4 separate regions of the Hordeum vulgare genome follow, and all the other regions are linked to region 3. A link is a contact called in public Hi-C data. All regions are on one chromosome and are shown on one strand. Each heading gives the region's core, a stretch centred on a gene start, on an enhancer-like site or on the middle of the called end of the contact. The rest is flanking DNA. Distances are from core to core; before and after follow the strand shown.

Evidence for each region. A called contact is a pair of places that touch in the nucleus more often than the background predicts.
Region 1: a Hi-C map of leaf shows a contact between it and region 3, with 4 times the contacts expected there. The contact joins two enhancer-like sites. A contact is called at or near these places in 2 of 6 Hi-C or Micro-C datasets (leaf and seedling) and 1 of 1 datasets of contacts at active chromatin or transcription factors (embryo).
Region 2: a contact with region 3 is called in a Hi-C map of leaf, with 4 times the contacts expected there. The contact joins the promoter of LOC123448702 here to the enhancer-like site in region 3. A contact is called at or near these places in 2 of 6 Hi-C or Micro-C datasets (leaf and seedling) and 1 of 1 datasets of contacts at active chromatin or transcription factors (embryo).
Region 4: a Hi-C map of leaf shows a contact between it and region 3, with 4 times the contacts expected there. The contact joins the promoter of LOC123448701 here to the enhancer-like site in region 3. A contact is called at or near these places in 2 of 6 Hi-C or Micro-C datasets (leaf and seedling).

The regions. Positions count from the first base shown.
Region 1 is chr4H:393,531,127-393,534,512 of MorexV3_pseudomolecules_assembly, forward strand. LOC123448704 (vacuolar-sorting receptor 1-like) reads right to left here. Exons shown (of 12, transcript XM_045125673.1): 11 at 3,037-3,143; 12 at 2,515-2,912. The coding sequence ends at 2,805. Among protein-coding and RNA genes, the nearest start is that of LOC123448704, 9.9 kb to the right of the region's middle. Within about 2 kb of position 1,400, at least 3 of the 3 cell types and tissues checked have open chromatin away from gene starts, as enhancers often do. A contact at or near this core is called in leaf, where this site is marked.
Region 2 is chr4H:392,079,642-392,083,150 of MorexV3_pseudomolecules_assembly, forward strand. It overlaps LOC123448702 (transcription factor RF2b), which reads right to left and starts at 1,620. Exons shown (of 4, transcript XM_045125670.1): 1 at 962-1,620. The coding sequence starts at 1,449.
Region 3 is chr4H:392,724,327-392,727,606 of MorexV3_pseudomolecules_assembly, forward strand. No RefSeq gene overlaps it. Among protein-coding and RNA genes, the nearest start is that of LOC123446505, 100 kb to the left of the region's middle. Within about 2 kb of position 1,280, at least 2 of the 3 cell types and tissues checked have open chromatin away from gene starts, as enhancers often do. A contact at or near this core is called in leaf, where this site is marked.
Region 4 is chr4H:391,857,751-391,861,143 of MorexV3_pseudomolecules_assembly, forward strand. It overlaps LOC123448701 (nardilysin-like), which reads right to left and starts at 1,444. Exons shown (of 19, transcript XM_045125669.1): 1 at 972-1,444; 2 at 496-571; 3 at 268-314. The coding sequence starts at 1,316.

The sequences.
Region 1 (3,386 bases), core at 150-2,649, 810 kb after region 3:
GACGTGCGTCGTGCGCGTTCGCTTCATGTCCGCGTCGACGTAAATCGGACTCAAAATTGGACCGGGAATGGATCTGTAGGCGGACAAAAACGGACGCGCGTTCGTTCGAATCGGCGCGTTGGGTCAACTTTTTGTCCGCGCTGATCCAAACGGACGACGACGGAGTATCATGGGTAGTATCATGCATGCCAATTAGGCAATTTCAATGACGTTGCATGGAATTAAATGAAGAATGAGAGGGTTGAGTATTATATCATGATACCGTATCATATTAAATGATATACTACTATGTGTCTTACATGACAATAAATGAACTACTCTATGATACTCCCTCCGTCAAGGTTTAGAAGGTGTGCATAGAAATTCTCTAGAACCTAGGTGGTTATTGATTGGATGTGAAATGAGTTAAAAATACAATTCACACTATGCATGCATATAGAAGTAGTATAATATAGTACTACTAATTACTCCCTCCGTTCCAAAATATAAGACATTTTAGAGGTTTCACTAGGAGACTATATACGGAGCAAAATGAGTGAATGTACACTCTAAAATATGTCTATATACATCCGTATATAGTTTATAGTGCAATCTTAAAAAGGTCTTATATTTAGAAACGGAGGAAGTAGATGCTATGAATAAATGCAATGCACCTTAAATCTTATCTATTGTGAAAATACACGTAAATTTAACCGTGCCTTCCAAAATCATGACGTGACAAAGATAATATGCATTACAGATGTGGTACCATAGACTAGTATTATATGCATGATACTAATACCTATATCAACCAGTCTAAGTTTCTTAAGTTTAATATAACTTTATATTAATTTTAATATAAAACTGAGACAGTCATTTTAAGATGGAGAGAGTACGTACTACGGAGTACATGTGTTCCGGCAGTCCCCCAGGCCACGGGCGCGCGCGTAGGTCAGGCGCGGCGCTCAAAACCCGGCTCGTAGCAATCCATCCGGGCCTCGGAAGTCGGAAGCGGGAGGAAAGAGAAGAGAGCCGCAGGCGAAGCCAAGCAGCCAAGCGAGGAAGATGAGGCGGCGCGAGACGCGGGGAAGGGAGGAGGGTATTGGTGCTGGGCGCTGCGGGCGTTTGTCCGCAATTAATGGCGCACCTGGACATGACAGGAGGCGGCAGCGGGGGAGTCTTGATTGCCGCCATCAATACGCATTCATTTGCGCTGCCGCATCTCGCTGGCCACAACAGTTTGCGCGCAGTGGCTGGATTTGGCGGCATCCATCAAGGACCAGCGGCGACCGAGGATCGAGAGAGAGAGAGCGCTCCATGCCCATGCCCATGGCCGCATTCATGCGCGGGCAGGGCGGGACCCGACCTCCACCACCAGCAGCCCCCGTAGGAGAGTGTATGTAGAATGCAGTGCAGGCAGGGAAAGGTGTTTGACTGTTCTAGGATGCTGTTGTTGGGGGCCACCTGTGAGACTATGGACAGCCCTAAACCTCACCGATCTGAAATGGATCGGTCGCCGAAAACCTCACCGTATCTCCTCTTTCTCTCAACGAAGGGACCTCACCTCACCATATTCGTGACTGGACGCTTGCATTACTACTACAGTGCAACTAGTCGAGTGTCCCCCCGAACTGCCCAACAGTACAGCGTGCACATGTACGTACGTATTCAGGTCGACAGAGCCTGCAACGACCAAACTGCATCATGGAGCTAGCTTAGGTGGGTACTAGAGCCAGCCACGCTGAGCCCCTAGTGATTCAGCACGACGAAAAATGACCAGAAAGGATTGATCGCCTAGGAACTCGGCCATGAACAACCATATCAAACCCATAGCAGGAGTGAGATTCTAGTTCTCTCTCCCTCTCAAAGCAAAGCAAAGCAAAGCAAAGGCGCATCGAAAGAGCACAAGAAAAATCGATGGAGCTCCTCCCTCAAAAGAAGGAGACTACTCCACCAAAGAAATAGTCGGCACAACGCACGCGGCCTATACTTTTTTTCTATCATAAGGCTGCACACGCTCGCTCTTTCTTGTCTCCTGTCTCCCCACTCCCCCGCCCTTTTCGAGCAAACTCTATGTTTTGCTTTGCTGAACCCCTCCCATGCTGCAATGGCTCCTCAGTCTTCACCCTTCCCATGTCTCCTCTCTTTTCATTTTGAAGAGGAGAGTATCCTGCCTATGATGCACATAACCATTTTATAGCACATATCAGGTTAAGTCATCGACTAATACAAATAAAAAAAAAACTGAAATTACATAGCGCGTCAGCCCACACTAATTGAATAAACCATAAGCGCCCACGCTGCACCCAGACGCCATAAGCACACCGTGTCCACATGGCTCCTCTGCTCACGAGAGACGAGAGTAGGAAGGTCCACATGGCTCCTCTGCTCACGAGAGAGAGACGAGAGGAGGAAGGAAATTTGCACAAACTTGCAGCCAATGCAATGCGACGTTTTATGCTGTGATTGACCACTTCGAAAAGAAGCAGCAAGTGCTGTATTCAATCGAGGGTAAACAAAAAAGGCACATGCATGTTGCATACCACATCTAGGCTCCAGATTTATTCAGATATAAGGGGGCAAGTTGTCTGAACACCAAGTATTTACAGGATGTTGACACGTACGTAGTATGCAAGAGTCTAGAGCCGACAAAGGGGGACAATATCGCCTATGCTGTTCATCGTGTCTCACAAAATGAAGGTGCACAACAGTGTAACTCCTAGAATCATACATCAAATCTCCTCGCGTACAAATTGTATCTTTGCGCTGTAAAGCCGACGCCACCCATGGTAAAATATGCTGCACGCTTCGTGTGCCATCTGGTCTCAGATATCACCAGCATGCGCCACATGCTGTTGCTGGTTTGCACCTTCTTGGCTGTCCAAAGGCATGTACTGAGCCATGATGGCGCGGATCTCCGAATCCATGTAGCTCTGATGAGGAATCATACCACACACGGAGTCAGCCACAAATACGTACTGTTATTGTCAACAACTGACTGGTTCAAGTCCAACCCAAGACCACTTGAAAATAAATAAATGTCAGAGGATGTTTTACCCGTAGCCTGTATTTGTATACTGCATATGCTCCGACCCCGGCAAATACAAGTCCAAAGAAAATAACCCACATGAAGCTCCACCCGACTGAGGAGGCAGCTTGCTTGCCTGCAAGTGCAAGGAGTTTATCAATAGCATTAGACTGGCACGAGAGTACAATATAAACAAGTGATCAAATGAAACTGTGACTCCATTTTAGTTGCTGACAACATTAGGTTAACAGAATATCTCTACAACTAGACTATCCATAAAACTGTTTTTTTCTTTTTATATGCAAATGTATCATGCATTGCTATCATTTGTGTTCAGGTAGCACAAAATGGAGTGCAAGATCAACGCGGTGCGGATTTT
Region 2 (3,509 bases), core at 370-2,869, 640 kb before region 3:
ATCTAAGATAATGAAGGGCTGATATTCAATTTTTCTGCCACAACTCGCTTGTTTAATATAGTAGTGGAGATATTAAATGTAAAACCAGCGGAAGTACTGTTAAAGATTTATCACTGATAACGTCTCCACCATATTGAAGAGACTAACTGCTGCATCACATGCTTATAAGGAATTGTGATTTTTAGAAATGAAAGCCCAAACTGTTCACAGCTATCAAATTGGTTTTATTCAATGTGACGTCATTTTCTCTAATTTGATTGATTATTATTGACTTGAACTATTCCAACAGAGACATGTAGGTGAGGAAGGGGAAAAATGGCATGCCTTAGCGATCATTGATCTCCTACTTGCTTTCACTATCAAGTCATACAAATACATACAATAGGTTACAATAAGTTTGCATGCGTCACTAGTCTCTAATATTCTTTTGACTATAGGATTCGCATTTGTCCAATACCTTTCCAAGCATGGCAACTAAGTACACATGACAATCCAATCCTCCAAACCAATTCACATATCAGCACACTGCAAGACTTGTAGGTAAAGAATTAAGCGAATTACAGCTAGCCCTTTATTACTACTGAAGATGTTGGTTAACCCGCCAACTACCCAGCACCCGGCAGAAGGTGTTTTAAAGCATGCGCCATCACTCAGAAACAATGAGTTATCCAAAATCCCACCAACCAAACGCTAAAGAAGCACCACCTTAACTTCCCACCTGCCAACCAACCATCCAACACAATGCGCAAAGAAACAAATTAAGCCGCAAATGCGCATATTTTCTCTAAGCTGGAGGAAAAAAAATTCCCTTAAAAAACATGATAATTGTCCTTGAATGCCTCGCGCCATCGCCAGACACCTCGGAGGAACGAAAGAAGTTGATCTGTAGTATCCGTACGAACCAGACACTAGTGCAAGTATGCAGCATTGAGCATCGTAGTGTGGGGGCGGGGATGGGCACCTTTTGGCGCGCTTGGGGTCAATGGCTGCGAGCTCGGCGAGCTGCTCGGGGGACATGGCCTTCTTGGCCTCCAGGACGTCGGCCAGCGCTTGGGCGGCAGCAGCGTCCCTCCGCGCAGCGCTGCCGGCAGCGGAGAAGAGGCCGGAGCCGTCGACGGAGCTGCTGTAACGGTGCTTGGGGCGCGGTGGGGAGGAGGTCTCGGCGGCGCGGTCGCGGTCTGAGCCCGCGGCGGGGCCGGAGGAGATCTTCTCGATGTCCATGAACGTGGAGAAGAGGTCGTCCTCGGAGCCGATCTCGTCGAAGCCCGCGGAGGCGTCGCCGTCGGCGCCGCCGGCGATGTCGAGGTCGTCCGGGAGGCGGAAGGCGACCTCAGATCTGGCGCGGCGGTGGTGAGCCCCGCGCATGGCCGTGGCCGCCGCCGCCGCCATGGGCGGGGAAGGCGGCGGGAAGGGCCGGGCCGGCGGATCCGCGGGTTTGGGCTGCTGCATTGGGCGGTCGAGCCAGGGATTGGAGGAGGTGTAGATAGGGCGCGCAGGCGCAGGCGGCGGCTGCTGCTGCTGCTGCGCCTGTATGTTTTCCCTGTAGCTTTCGGGTTTGGTCTGGTTTTTAAGAGGTGGGGTTAGAGTGGGATCTGGGACTGTGGCCTGGCCTAGCTAGATGAGACTGGGAAGGGAAGGGAAGGGAAGGGGGATGGATGGGCATGCATGTGCATGTGCATGTCACTGGGAGGGAGGGAGGGACGACCGGACGCGTCGCCTTCTTCTCCTTGTTCTCTTCTTCTACGCACGGCGGGTCGGGTTACCATTTTTTTTTTTTTTTGCATGCTAATGGAGCCGGGATCTATCGGCACGTGCGCATGCTTGTGCGTGTCTATCGGCGCAGCCACACAGTGCCGACCGGTGGATCTTGCCCCCGACCCCGAGCTTCGCCGGTCTAGCTATGAGACATCCAACCAAGGAGCTGTTTGGGTTTCACCCACATCTTTTAAGAGAGAATTCTTCGTTGGACGCGGCTACCGTAGCTGGCGCATCTCAAGACGGCGAACAACGTATATTTGTTAGCGTCTTAAAAAAATTTAAAAGTCATAACTTTTGAACCGGTTGTCAGAATAATAATTTGTTTTTACGGGTATATTTTTTACGCGAACTCTTCAAAACTAGATCCCATATGGATAGGTTTCGACGAACTTTTTTTTAAGCAACTTTGTGTGCTATATGAGGCAACTTTAGTGATATAGGCAAGTAACTCCTTTCCCCCCTTAGTATATCTATCTATCAGCGAAGAATTTTTTTAAGTTGGTTACCACGACTAACAGTTGACTAGATTTACATCTAAAAGCTTTACATAATTAAACAATGATGATCAATTGCCTACAAATACTGTGAAATTACTCAATTTTGACGTTCAGTTGCCTACAAAATACTATAAAGTTGCTCAATTTTGATGCTCGGTTGCCTATTACTGATGGTCAATTGCCTACGGTTAATGTTCAGTTGTGTGCCATTAATGCTCATTTCTGTACTATTTGTGAATAGTTGCCATAATTGCACTCGAGTATCACAAAAAAGTGAGCAACTTTTAGTGTGTTTTTTGCGCAACTCCAGTGCATTCAACAAACAACTCATGTGTATACACACGATGCAATACATCTAGCATCAAAGTACTTCTATTTAACACTAAAGTTGCCTCATCTAGCATCGAAGTTGCTTTTAAAAAAAAAATTCAAAACATATTCATATGAGATCTCGTTTGAAGAGTTCGTCACGAGGAACCCAACGATGAAAACATATCATAATTTCGACACGCGGTTTGATAGTTATAGCTTTTTGAATTTTTTTCAGACGTGAATTAATGGACATCCAACGCATGCGGAGCCTAGCATGCACATCCGACGCATAATTTAACCATTTTAGTTTGGAAATAGCCGACCACATTTGCCTTGGTGTTGCTAAAGGGTGAAGTTATTTAACCTTCTAGTCATGATAGATAATTTTGAAGGAATTTTCGTTGATAGACGATTATACTAGGCACACTAATAAGAAGTTGCTTTTCTTTATCACTAAAATTGCCTAAATATCATCCCACAGTTGCTCAAAAAAAGTTTGTCGAAACCTATCCATATGGGATCTAGTTAGGAAGAGCTCGTCGTAAGAAACACAGCCGTGAAAACGGATCATCGTTCTAACACTCGGTTCAAAAGTTGTAGTGTTTTGAAAAAACAAAACAAATAAACTGCGTGATGGTGGGCTCGTTCCACCGAAATAGTACAGCTGCACTTTTTAGTATTTGGGTTCTTTATTTGGTCTTTTCTTAAATTTGGTTCATTTTTATCCTAATAAAAAAAGTCTTCCTCGGCTGACACTCAAATTTCATTTTATTTTTCTATATGACACTTCCGTCAGTTTTGACAACTAACACCGTTAAATACGACATGAAAAGTCCATTTTACCCCTGGTGTAGTTTGTGATCAAAATTGTGAACTGGAAGTCAAAAGTTGGAAGATTGGATAAAACCTTCCTTGTATTTTGATGATATATCCCATGTACAG
Region 3 (3,280 bases), core at 30-2,529:
AATGCCGAAGGGTAGCGCACTGGCGGAGGGCTGGTCGGTGCAGCCATGGGGACGGCCTCGGGCTGCGGCAGGGACCACGTGTCGTGGCACTATAGCCCGAAGGGGCGATGTAGCGGCGGCTCGCGGGTCACAGGGACTGCGTGTCATGACACTACGACCCGAAGGGGCTACATAGCGGTAGCGCGCGAGTTGGTGCAGCCACGGGGAAAACCATGGGACGGTGGTGATGCGGCCCAACGGGATGACGTAGCGGCAACTCGTTGCTTGATCAGTGGAGGGGCGCGCTGTTCTCGGGACAGCCTTCATGAAATCTACGAAGGCGCGCGTAACCCATGGGCCAGATCGATCGCAGTGCAAAAATGAGACGTATCACATGCGGGTGGGTTATCAATCTGATCATGCGCGAGGTCGGAGACGTCGCTCGATGAAGGCGGGGTGGCGGCAGAGTCTGAGATGAAGTCGACGACGACATGCATACGAGCCCAACGCGGCCAGAGCTGACAGCCGACCCGAGGTAGTCGGTGAGGCTGGCAGCCGGCATGCTCGACGCAGCCGGAGCCAGCAGCCGGCAAGGCCAACGCGACAGGAGTTGACAGCCGGCTGGGCAGATCGTACATGCGCGACGGAGGCTGGTGATGATGGAGAGGTCCCAGTTGGAGCGCGGGGGGGGGGGGGGGCAACATCTGACGCAAGGCGACGAGCGAGCAGACGCGCGGGGCGACTACTGTGAGGGACCGCCGCATTGTACGAGGCCGCCGGGTCGGAGAAAAGACCGGGTGGTCGCGTCGATGTCGGAATAGAGGCGCGGTGGTCGATGACGGCGACGGACAACGCAAACCTCTCTTAGATTGAGAAACCAAAAAGAAACGTCGATTAAAGGGACCGACAAAACAGAGAAAAGCCCTGAGTAAGGGCTCGGGAAAAGGTCTTTCTAGGGCAGCCGAGCAACACGACCGACGGAAAAACCCTAGGTACGGCCGACGCGGTCCCGAGTGACGGTCATGGAGGCGGATCGGTCTAGAGGCGGCACGGAGCAGAAGCGGCTGCGGCACATAGTCAGATGGATTCGCTGTTCAAAAATCGACCGATTAATCCCTACTCGGGGTGTGACCGCTAAGAAAAGGCCATATCGTCAGCATTAATCTTTTAGGCCGATTTATCGGTATGACAACCGATTTATCGCGAAATTTCCGATTAATCGATATGGGCCCGTGTGTACAGAAATCTGAAAATGGGCCTCGCTTCCCCCTCAAAGCACCAAATATTGCCGCTCGGTAGGCCGATAGGGTTTGCCAGATTCTATCCACACTACACAGTTCGTCCATAACGCCGCAATTCCCCATCCACACTTCCCCCTTCATGTTCCCGATCCACACCGCCGCCGCCACCCTGCTTGCCTCCAGTGGTCGGGGCTAGCCTAGTCGCCGCCTCCTCTTCACAGTCGGAGCTGCCCCACCTCTTCCCCAACAGCCCAGTCGCCGCCTCCCTTTCCATCTCGCGGCTACATCGCCATCTCGCCGGCTCCTTTCCCATCTTCGCGACCACCAGTCTCGTCGAAGCCACTCGCCGGCTCCGTGGAGCATCTCGCCGCCGCCACCACCACTCTTCCGTGACCACCACTTTCGCCCTTCCTCCTCCAGCAGCAGTGAACCGGGGCACCTTCCTGACGGTCGATGACCCGACCATCTCGCCACCGCGAGCACCGCATGCAGCAACACACCATCCCCGACCACACCGTCCTCCAGTAGCAAGCAGGCCAAAGGTTGGACCTGCTTCCATCCGTGCTTCTTTAGTGTAATTCAGGGTTGCCAGCGCATTTTTTGTTTTTTACCGTTTTAGATTCTTTGATAATTTGATGCACTATTGATTTCATGAATAGGTGTTGGTATTGACTGGTATTGTAGATTTGTAGATGATGGTAGTAGATTTTTAGATGCTGGTAATGCATTCAATTTTCTATAAATGTAGGGGATTGGTGGGCAACTTATGGACTACAAACTCCTACATTGATGCACATGGCCATGAGGATACTCAATTTGACCACAAGTTCATCCGATGTGAAAGAAATTGGAGTGTTTTTGAACAACTAATTCTCAACTTGCAAATACTCAAATCCACTACTGCTCAAATCTGATCCTTACTTTGTTTTTGACAATATGTGAATATCTAAGCTTCACTTTGCAATTTGTAGGTAGATGCAAAGAGAAGAAATAAACTAGATGTGCGTCGTAGGGACGATTTAGTTTATGTTCAATTCAATGGAAGAATGCTAGACAAGAGAAAGAAGTAGTCATCATCTTGTTATGTCCTCCTTGGTGAAGATGCTTCCACAGCCCAAGATTGGATATGCGAAGATGCTTACGTTGATGATGAGATGGAGGAAACCGAAGATGACAATGCAATGGAGCCTCGTAGAAGTCTAAGGGTGAGAGAACTACATGAAGTGGAAGAGTTCGTTTCCGATGATGAAATTGACGATGTGCCTATCAATGAGGATGAGATAGAGTTCGAGTCTGATGATGACGGGGTTGGGATAGAAGAAACCAATGACAATGGTTTGTAATTGTCTACTTATCTATAGTATTGTCCTATACTCCTATTTAAAAAAATTAAAGGCATGTTGTTTAACAGTTTCAGTGAAGATTTTTTCTATTTTTATCTTATCAGTGCCTCAAACCTATGACTTATAAAAAAACTGACCGATTAATAGTCCACCGATAAAATTGATTAATCATCCGATTTTTCGATTAATCTCTAATCTTCAACCGACCGAGACGATAAGCGATATCCCAAACAGTGGATCGGTTAAAATGATATCACGTTAGAAAGGAGAAAGGGAGAGAGATTTGGGAAATAGTTGGATTGTATTGCTTTACATGATCAATTAAAAGCAGAAGACAAACTAGAATAATTTTTAATCTATCTTATATTTTCTAATTAATACGATACTAAACAGATCTCAATGTTATTGCTCGTGCTTATGAAATTGCTTCTTCGACGAATCGACGTGCATTTCAAATTATTCTAACATTGTGCGCAAGTCAAAACCGGAAATAATAAGTCGCAAGAAAGAACCGGAATAAAGAGAAGGGCTACTGCCCACGGCCCCATTGTTCACCACTGGTTGATACGATTGTTCGAGACAGTAGCCATACATTGCACAAGTAGCAGTGTGTGTCCTCGAAAAGGCAGCGCGTCCCGTCATCCCATCCGCAGCAGTCTGTTCCCTCGCCGGCCGCGCCTACGCACCAACAACCCTCCTCCCACTTTGAAAAGTATC
Region 4 (3,393 bases), core at 194-2,693, 870 kb before region 3:
CTAGTAATCACATATGTCAGGTTTTGACAAATATGGCAGAGTGTCATTATGTATATCACCAAAATGCTTCAGTATTCATTCTCAAAAAGGAAATGCTTCATTATTTTTCTACCGAAACAAACATTGATCCAAGCAGAATGTGTGATGGTAATAGATATAAGGGAAAAGGACAATAAAACGCACATAACTTTCTCAGACACGGCTAATCTCGGGGTTTGACTCACAGAAGAGAAGAAGGGAGTGTAAAAGCATAGACATTGTACAAACCTCGTTTTCATCTGGAAAAACAGAGCTCCCCATAAAAAGCATGTGCTCTGCAGAAATTCAGAACACTCTGAGATTACTATAAGCTAGAGCGTACATATCATCAGACTAGTTCCCTCCAACTTTTGGATAGCATCGAACAGAAGGCTTGGTAGTTTTAAGCTTTTAGCTGATGCATATGATCAGCCATAATACAAGATCGGTAAAACAAAGATGACAATGATTGCATACCTAGAAAATGAGCCAAGCCCTGTGCCTTTGGAGGGTCCGCAAAACTGCCCATTCCAACACACACTGCAGCAGCAGCCTGAAATTCGATGGATCATGTAAGGAAAAGCAAAACCAAACATGAAACTTGCAGGCAGCAATACTCACGGCTATCAAAATGCACCTATTCCAGAATTGCAGAAATATAGCAAAAAGAGAAAGCGTAATATCTCTTACAGCACAATCCTGAACAAATCCGTCAAGCTAGCAATTGGTTCTAACCACTTGGACACACGAATTATTCTCAACAGTTCAATTTACATTCCATCGGTTATGATCCACCTGTCTGATCGTTGCCAGTTCCACTAAATTATGCTAGATCCAGCTATCGTTCATAATAGCAGCATCACGGCCACCACAGAGGAGAGTGATCCAATGTACTAGCAAAATTAGATTGAATAGAACAAGTAGAGGTATGTAAGAGCAAAACTCATCGGTACCTTCTTAATGACCGGCTCGGAGCTGCCCTTTTCCTTCTTCCTCTTGGGCTCGCTCCCATCCTCGTCCTCCTCGCCTTCTTCTTCGTCATCGTCGTCCTCCCCGTCCTCGTCGCTATACTCTTCGTCATCTTCTTCGTCGTCCTCGTCATCATCTTCTTCGTCGTCCCCGTCGTCCATGTCCAAGTCTTCGTTGGGCTTGGGGGCAGGGCCGCCGTCGGCGTAGATCTCAGGGTCGTGGATGAGGAGGGCGCAGAGGCCATTGGCGAGGCGAAGAAGGCGGTAGGAACGGTTATCGGTGGGGGACTTGACCACCAGCTCGTCGTCGCGAGACACAGCCGCCGCCATCTCGGCCGTCCGCCGCCGCCTGTGGGTACGAAGGAGGGAGGGACGAAGGTGGTGGGAGATAGGTATGCGGCGGCAGTAGCAGCGCGGGCCTCCTCTCCTGTTTCCTTGGTTTATATCTTGGTTTTGTTTATTTAGGGTTACAAAGCTTTGGCCTACTATTTGTATCAAGGAATCGCTTCCGACGCAACACGCAAGTGCGTTCCAAACGGGGATTTATGCGACCCTACCGCCTTACCTCATTTTTATTTTACACGTCTCTCCCTAATAATAAAGCAAATTAAGTTTCTGGTCGTCCGTTGTGGCATTTTTGTGAAAACATCCTTGTCGTCTCGGGTAATTAACCCGTAGTTCTATTTTAAGTGGATACTTTAAGAAAACGTTTCGTTCTTACACAAAACCCCTTGTAGTTTTGCCTACTCAACCCGCGATCCTTTTTCACCTGAATCTGGATAGGGTCAACGCGGCGGCTCGAGCGGCTGGGGCGATGCGGCGGCTCGAGCTCCCCCTCCCCTCCCGATCCGGGCTTGGTGTGGATGGATCTGGCGGCGGGTGCGGCGTCTTGCTCCGGTGGCGACGACACCCTGCCTATCCAGAGAAAGAGAGAGTGACATGGCGTTAGGAAGAGAGGACCCAAAGGAGAAGGAGAAGGGGCACAAGGCGAGGGAGGCGATCGTGGGCGCGGATCAGGGCGAGGCGGTCCGGGTCGACGTCCACCAAGACGTCCTTGCCGTAGGTGAGGCGGTGGAGAAGCCAGTCGTGGCGACCGGCTAGGCGCTGCTCTTGCGCGCTGTCATCGACGCCGGGGAAGAAGGGGCGTTGGCAGGCCGGGAAGAATCAGGGCTCGTACCGGCAGCTCCGCTCGTGCTCCTCCACGGCATGCCGCGGCAGGGACGCAGCGTAGCCGTGCTGGAGGTTGCGGCACGCGAAGAGGACCGACCCGACCATCCTCGCGACGGCGCGGCTGCGGGTGTAGTCCTTGGAGCCGAAGAAGGGGCGTTGGCAGGCCGGGAAGAAGCAGGGCTCGTACCGGCAGCTCCGCTCGTGCTCCTCCACGGCGTGACGTGGCAGGGACGCAACGCAGCCGTGCTGGCGGTTGCGGCACGCGAAGAGGACCGACCCGACCATCCTCGCGACGGCGCGGCTGCGGGTGTAGTCCTTGGAGCCGTAGCGGGTGCACACCGTCGCCATGTGGTAGGCGTCGTGGCAGGACACGGTGTGGCAGCCGAAACAATCGCCCATCTGTCGGCATCAGGTCCGGATCAAGCCGGATGCGAGCACCATCGCCCGATCTACTACCTGGAAGCGGCAGCAACCACCCCACGCGGCCACCGAGCGCGCGGGACCCGTCGGAAAGCACGCGGAACCCCAGCACGGGAGCTGAGCGAGCGACGGCACGATAGGCGGCTGGAACGGGGAAAGGCACACAGATCGATTGGTAGGGGGAGGCGGGCCTCACCTTAGTCAGCGGTGACGGGATCTGGCACCTCTCCCTGAATCGAATCGAAGCGGGATCGAGCCCAGTCCCTGCTGCAGATCGCCGCTGGGGTCGAGCCGACTCTGGGTCGAGCATGCGGGAGATGGCCGACTTCGCTCGACGGACACTCCGGTGCGTAAACAAGAGCTGGCATGCATCCTGGGCGAGGATGCGGGGACACGCTCGGGAGATGGGCGACAATACTTCTTTTTTAAAACATTTAACATTTAACCTTATCATCGACAATTATTAAAAATCCATACAAAAATGATACACAATAACACATGAAGCAAGTTTTGCCAAAAACAATTAAAAAATAATGTTCAAAAAATATTTATGGAAAATATGTTGTACACACAAATGACATTTCCAATCAAAAAAAGTTATTATCACACTATAAAAAATCCTTTGGAAAAACAATTAACAATTTATCTCTTACAACAAATTTAAAAATTAATAAAAAAATTATCCAGTTTTATGTAAGCATTACCTAATATTTTAAAAGAAAACATTTAACATTATTATACACATTTATTTTAATTAATGTCGCATAATGGCACAACAAACAGATTTCATATTTTATTCCTGCCCGGTGCAACGCAC